2 separate regions of the Rattus norvegicus genome follow, and region 2 is linked to region 1. Evidence: chromatin contacts called from public Hi-C data. All regions are on one chromosome and are shown on one strand. Each heading gives the region's core, a stretch centred on a gene start, on an enhancer-like site or on the middle of the called end of the contact. The rest is flanking DNA. Distances are from core to core; before and after follow the strand shown.

Region 1 (3,616 bases), core at 736-3,235:
AATTACTAAGTTTCTTTCATTTCGAAAGTGGCATATATTACAGTTATTAGTCTCCTAATAGCTGCTCAGAAGCAGATTAATGTCAGGTTCTCAGCAGTAGCTGCTTACACTTGGGATTCTGGGTTATTACATTTCTTTTGTTTACAATATTTAGAATAAGCCTTCATAAAGTTTGTATAGTATTTTTTTTTTTTTTTAAAACAAGGGAACTCAAGAGATCTCTAAAAGACAAAGAAAATGAAAAAAAAAAAAAAAACCAAAAAACCCAAATCCGTTTGTATTCTTTTCTGTGTGGGACATTTCATCAAAAAATTTATCATCCTAAGATCTTTGCTTAAATATACTAATTTCTAGAAAAAGCCCACTAGACCATTTTCTCACTAAGTGTGAGAGTGTTCAAACCAGATCTAAAGGGAATGTTTTTTCACTTGTATTCTTTCCAAATCTACATTCAATTTAAGAAATTGCCATTGCAATTGAAAGATAATCTGTCTCTGATGTAGAGGGATACGTTATCAAGAGGTTATTTTACTATGGCAAGGGTGTGTGTGTGGGGGGGGGGGTTTAGTAAAAAACGCAGGGAGGAAACTCCGGGAGAAAACACACAAAAACAAAAAACAAACAAAAAACCCCACACAAGACTAAAAACCTGAAACGACCAGTAGCATCATTAATTAGAAGGCTAGAGTGAGACACTTTTGTACTCTGCTCTTTTCATGTCAGGACAGAACAAATTAAACAGGAAAGTCAGAGTCCAGCCGGAAAAACATGGAGCGGGCTTAGGGGACGGGCTAATAATCCAGGATCGTTAACAGGGAAGGGAACACTGTTGCTTTTTCTTGGCACCTGAAACTCCAGCTCCACACTGGCAAAGGCCGCAGCTCTTTTGGGCTCAGGCCAGCGGGTTCCGACCGCACGTTGGCGGCGCGGGCTGGGTCCCGGCAGCCTCCGTCCGGGTTGCTGGGGCCGCGGGGCCCTTTGTTCCCGCGGGGCGCCGCCGCCCGTCCGCCCCGAGTGAGCGGCCCCCGTGGGGGACAGCGCGGGGCCCATCGCCTCGCCCCTCGGACCTCGCAGCTGCAGACCCGCCCGCCCCAGCTCCTAGTTCCTCCCTCGCTGCCCCGGGCCAGAACGACCTTGTTTTGCTTTTCGGGCTCGGGAGAGAGGTGAGGGCTTGACCCGGCCGCGGCTCACCGGGTCGCTTACACGGGGAGCAGTAGCGGGCCCCGCCGTCACCGAGAAAGGACCCGCGCCTGCCTTTCCCCGAGACCCTCGGGGGCGAGCGACGGGCCGCAAGCTTCCGGGAGAGCCTCGGGGGCCGCGGGTCCCAGGCTGCGCCTCCCGCCAGGCCCGGGACTCACTTCTCTTAACGGAGCCGGCGAGACGCCAGCACCGGTGGGCTCGGGTCTCCGGGCTGGCGCCGTGGCGCGGGCCGACGCATCCTGGAGGGCCCGGGGTGGGGGTGCGGAGCGGCAGAGGTCGCGGCCCCGGGGCGGGGGCGGAGATCCACCTGGCTACGTGGCAGCCATTGCGGCGGCCGCGAGACCCCTCCCCACGCGGCCGCCCACCCGCCCTCTCGCGGCGGGCTCCTGCGCGGCTGCTCTTCCCCGGTCGGACGGAGAGCGGCAGTGTGTCCTCGCTCCGCACGCTCGCTGCGTCTCTCCCCGCGGACACAGCTGCTTGCCAGCCCCGCGCCGTGCCGCGCCAGAGAGCGTAGTGGCGGCGGCGGGAAAGGGTTGCGGACCCGCGGCGCTCACTCGACGACACGGCCCGGGCCTCGACGCCCCGGTCCCGCAGCAGGTAAAGGCGGAGGGAGGAGAGGCAGGCGACGGGACCCGGGGAGAAGGGGGCCGGCGAGGAAAAGAGCGGGGGCGGGGGGATCCTGGGAGCGCAGAGTCCCAGAGGAGGAGGGCCCGAGGCGGGCGGCGAGAGACGCGGCAACCCGGGCAGGCGCGGGCCGGGCGCTGGGCGGAAGGGGAGTGAGGCGTCGCGGGAGGCGGGCCCTGGCGCGGGGCCCGAGGCCGAGCGAAGGCGGGCGCCGCGGCAGCTTCCCCGGCCTTCAGCGCCTGGCGGGCCTCCAGGCCCCGACACACCCCTCCCGCCCCCGGACTCTCCGGGTGCCTTCCCGCCCCGACATGACCTCGCGCCCCTGTGAGTGCCCCGCCGTTTCCCAGGCCGAGCCTTGTGGGAACTTGGGCCGCCTGCCCGGGCTCGTAGTGCTAGTAGAGCTGTTTATTTACTCACTTCCAAACCATACGCACGTTCGCACGCTCACTCGGCCCGGCCAGGCTTGCTTCCCTCCGGGGGTGTGCGCCTGCGACCCTCGCCCTTTCCGATCCGTAACTTTCCCTCTCGCTCTCCGAAAACCGGGCTTCGAGAGAGTGAGTCAGACCGAGGGCAGAGTTTACCCCTCTTGCGCTTTTGGTTACAACACTTTCTTTATTCCCACCAAAAGAGAGCGGGAAGACTTTTTTTTTTAAGTCGATGCCAGGTTGGAGGCAGGTCCCGCTGGCTTTAAAGTGAATTTACTACTCCGGCAAGTGAATTTAGGAGTAGGAGGGGATATTGCTGCACGGACAGGTTTGTACACAATCTGGCCATGCAGTGGTTGTAATGTCTCCATAGCACAGCACAGGTCTGACTTGAGAAGGATTGGCTGTTTTTTCTACTCGGTATCTCCGAGCCAATCAGGAAGCGCGGCTTGCCTGGAGACTGGTTAACTCAGAAAAGGTGGGGATTGGTTGAGCCCGGAGGGGGGGAAAAATCCTGGAAATAACCTGGTCTTTTAGAAAACAATGACTGATTTGCAGCTGCCTCTGAGCTCCCAGTTTATTTCTTTTAATACATTACCCATTGATAGCAAGATTCTCCTTTTCATTCCTTAAAAAAAAGAATCACTTCCACTGTTGACTTTCAAATTAGCTCTCAGATGCAACTCATTTGAACTCCTATGGTTCAGTTTTTCACAAATAATTTTTACGTTTTTTTTTTTTTAAAAAGAAGCATTAACATGCGTATTTGTGTGTGTTAAATGTGTTTCAGTTTTCTTTCAGCCGATTTTTTTTTTTTTGTTAAAGGTCAGTCAATTTTTCAGTTACTATGCCAACGTATGATTTAAATGTTCTGCGGAGATGGGAGGGGGTACAGTGGTGGAGAGAGATGTTGGGGAAGAATTAGAAAGAAATGGCTGCTGCTCTTCTGCAGAGAGACAATATAGTTAACGAGGAAAAAACAAACAACAGCAACAGCAGCAGCAGCAACAAAAAGCTCAACCTGGAAAGCAGTAACAAACCTCCCTCCCCTGCAGATCATTGTACTGTACTCAGAGCTTCCTGTTCACCTGTTGGCTTTAGTCTCTGTGAAGGGGACACAGTGACAATATTGAACTTAATAGGAAAACTGGCTTAAGTCATGGTAAAGGCATTTATCTTATATGCTAACTCCTTTCAACATAGGTGTGTTTAAAATTTTTTTCTTTTAAGACTTAATGATTTAATACAGTTTACCCGTGCCTTTTGATATACAAAGGAAACTTTATTTTATTTTGAGTTATGATCTTCTTGGTTGATCTCAATTCAAACATCCACCTGCCTCTGCTTCTCAAGTGCTTTAAAGGTTT
Region 2 (3,616 bases), core at 565-3,064, 74 kb before region 1:
TACCTACACATAAACATTCATGCACGCACACACACACACACACACACACACACACACACACAAAATAGTCTCACATTTTTTTAAAAAAGGCTTTAGTTGAACCTGGTGGCACATGTCTATATTCCCAACACTTCAAAGTTCTTCAGAGAACAGAGAGAAGTTGAGACCAGCTTTATCTACTGAGCAAGTTTTAGGCCAGACCCTGTCTTGAAAGCAACAGAAAGATTTCTCTGCTTTAGACTGAGGTATAGCTCAGTGATAGAGCACTGCCTGCACGTGTCCCCACCTCCACACCCAGAAAAAGGAATGGAAGGAAAACAGAGAAGATGCCTTTTAATTAAAGAAGCTAGGTCTTTCAAAAGACCAACAAATAGAAACTAAAACACAGAAACACTTTTTTTTTTTTTTTGGTTCTTTTTTTCGGAGCTGGGGACCGAACCCAGGGCCTTGCGCTTCCTAGGTAAGCGCTCTACCACTGAGCTAAATCCCCAGCCCCACAGAAACACTTTAAACACATAATATTTACTAGGTACTATGCTCAATTCTAAGATCAGGCCCTAAAAATACATTTTACAAAGTTGCATAAGGCAGAAACACTGTCAACAATGTTTCCTGCCTAGCCTTCCACCACATTTGACTTTAACTTTGAAGTGTGCCTTTTAGCATAATGGTTCTCAACCTTCCTAAGGTTGCCTCATGTTGTGGTGACCTCTAACAAAATAATTCCATTGCTACTTCATAACTATAATTTTGCTACTGTTATGAATCATACAGGATATCAGACAGTTAACCTGTGGGAAAGGGGTCCTGACCCACAGGTTGAGAACCACTGTTGTTAGCAGGGCATGGTTACAGCTCTAGTGTTTTGGAAGTGGAGGCAGGAAGACTGTTAAGTTCAAGAATAGCTAGGTTACATGTCCTCTTTCAAACAAGTCACCTGAGCCATTCTTTGTCTCCCCACTGCCAATGCCCTACTTCCAATAGTTTAAGATCTTTCACAGACTACTGATAGCTCCTTACAGGGCTCTGCCTCATCGTCTCCCTACTCCACCCAAGCCAACTGTGACAACCAAAATGACTGTTAAGATTGCCGACAATAAACAAACAAACAAACCTCACAGAATATCAACAATCCAGTCCTCAACTTTCTTGGGTTCTAAAATAAAATCACCATTTCTCTTTAAGCTCAAATTCTGAAAAATCTGTACATTGTATGAAGTTTAGCCCATGTATAGTTAGGCTTCCAGACATTAGGAAATCATGAGAATCTAAGGGAGAAAAAATATGGCTGCTTGTGCTCAAATCAGTCTTTTTTGGAGCCGATGAAAATAGGAACTTTCGTGGGTAAATCACTACACCTAAGGGTATGAGTTGCTTAAACAATATTCATTAAAGAAAAAATAACCAAAGGGAAGCAACTAAACCATGTGTTCTTATGCGCAATAAACAGAACAGAAAAATGATCACACTCTTTAAATTTCCCATGCTACTATGTCTTTTCAGAACTTATCCAAAGATATCGCCAAGTTTGAACAATACTTTTCCGGGACGGTGAAGATATCTTTAAAAACTTAGTACTAAAAACTCCAAAGGCCAGGTTGAGTAGTCAAATGAAACCACATGAGTCACAAAAGCCATCCAGAGCACAGAAGAATATCGACCCAGACCCTTACCTTCAAACGTTTGATCATTTCGTCGGTGGTGATCTTGTCCGTGATCTCTTTTACTCCCGGAGGGTAAGCGATCTTCCCGTCCGCACTCACGACGCCACAGAGGGCCGTGGCAGGCTTCGGCTGCGTGAAGTCCATCCTGGGGGATAACTTTTCTTTCACAGTCCTCTACCGGCCTCTATCGGTCAGAAAATCAAAGTTCAGCGGGAAAGGGGCGACTTTGTAACCTCTTTTTCATTTCAAAAATCTCTAATCTGGAAAGGGCCCTTTCTTCCCCCCGAGGCCAGGGACCCCGTCACTCGCTCCTTCCCAGGGTTCGGACCCCGCAGGCGTCCGCCACCCCCACCCGCGCCAGCCCGGGTGCCACGGGGTTCTCGGCTGCAGCAACCCCGGCCGCGAGAGGCGCCGAGCAGCTCCCGGAGTTTCCTAGCCCTCTTTTCACAATGAAATGTACCCCCGAGCACCTAGGTCGGAAGTTTGGTGGCCTCCGGGGGTCAGCTCGGACCCAACGGCCCCAGCTCGGCTCAGGAGAAGCGGCCCGGTCCCCGCCTGGCCGGTCACCTCCGGGAAAGGAGACTCGAGGCCTAGAGGGTTCAGCTTAGGCCGCAAAACTAGGTACCCAAGAGGACCCACGCGCGGCGTCGGCGCCCAGGAGCAGAACGCCGTGGCCGTGCCCAGCCCTGGGCCCCCGGCGTCCCCGCCGCGCGGCCGTCCCTCTCCGGCCAGCCGGCCACCCCCGCCAGCCGCCCGCGGCCCGAGCCCCGAGCCAGGAAGCGGAGGACCCGGCTCCGCACTTCACATTTTGTTCCGTAACTTCAGCAACCGAGCCCGGCGGCGTCTCAAGCCTCTCGGTCGCCCGGCGCTACTCTGCACCGCCGAGGCCTGAGCCACGGCTCCGGGCAACCCCGCCGGGCCTCAGCGCGCGCCCTCCCCTGCGGTCTCCCCTTCCGTCCCTCCCTCGCCGCCGCCGAGGGCGCGAGCCCGGCCGCCGCTTTACCTCCTCCTCATGCGGACGGACGGTGCAGCGAGCGCCGGGCCTCTGTCAGGTGGTTGCGCCGCCGCCGCCGCCCCTCGTCGGGCTGCACACAAAGCGGCTCCGTGGGTCCCGCCGCCGCCGCCGCCGCCGCCCGCCCGCCCCGGAGCGGCGCTGGGGCTGGCGGTGCCGAGGAGCAGCCGCCGCGGGGGGAGACGCGGGCCGAGCGTGCGCCGGCCGGGGCGACACTGCCGCTCTCCGTCGGGCTGAGGAAGCGCAGCCTCGGCCGCGGCTCCTCCGAGAGCCCGCGCGCGGGTGCACGCCCGCGCGTCCCCCGCGCCCGCCCGCACCTCGCGCCCACCCGCACCAGACGCCCTCTCGCCGCGGCGCGCTCCCGGCTGCCCGTGCCCCGCGGAGCCGGAGCGTCGCGCACACCCAGAGCCCGTCACGCGAGCGGCGCGAGAGCCCGCGAGAGCACCGCGCACCTCGCTCCCGCCCCTTCTTCCGCCGGCCGAGCTCCCGCCTCCCTCGAACCCGACGCGGCCGCGCGCCTGGTGGACAGCGCCGCCATCCGTTTGGCGCCAAGACCTGCCCGCGCGGGCGCCTCCGGGAGGCCGGCAGCCGAGCGGGCGCGCGGAGGAGGAGCCCTGTGGCGGGAAGCGGACCCCGGAGGCGCCGGCTTGTGATGCTCCTGTTCCCCGCCGAGTCCGGGACTCTTGAAGGCTTGTCTGGTGGGGACGTGACCGGACTGGTTGAGAAATGGTTAATACCTCGGAGAAACTGCTGGTTTCCCCTGCAAACAGCTCTAGAAGCCGAGGCAAAGTTTTACAACTCGGCAGAACGTGGGCTGCTCATTCTCTTGTGTTCTGAGAGTCGCCCGAGGTCGCTGCCGACGACCTTAGACTCCTACCATTAAGATTTTCAAAGCTGCAAAATAGGAAGTTGGCATTCGCTCTCAAGCTATGGTTCCTGA

Evidence for each region. A called contact is a pair of places that touch in the nucleus more often than the background predicts.
Region 2: a contact with region 1 is called in a Hi-C map of kidney, with 2.6 times the contacts expected there. The contact joins the promoter of Pds5a here to the enhancer-like site in region 1. A contact is called at or near these places in 4 of 12 Hi-C or Micro-C datasets (frontal cortex, kidney and mammary epithelial cells).

The regions. Positions count from the first base shown.
Region 1 is chr14:42,830,975-42,834,590 of GRCr8, reverse strand. No RefSeq gene overlaps it. Among named protein-coding and RNA genes, the nearest start is that of N4bp2, 22 kb to the right of the region's middle. Within about 2 kb of position 1,985, at least 89 of the 93 cell types and tissues checked have an H3K27ac peak or open chromatin away from gene starts, as enhancers often do. A contact at or near this core is called in kidney, where this site is marked.
Region 2 is chr14:42,904,531-42,908,146 of GRCr8, reverse strand. Pds5a (PDS5 cohesin associated factor A) reads right to left here and starts at 1,814. Exons shown (of 32, transcript NM_001083624.1): 1 at 1,674-1,814. The coding sequence starts at 1,808.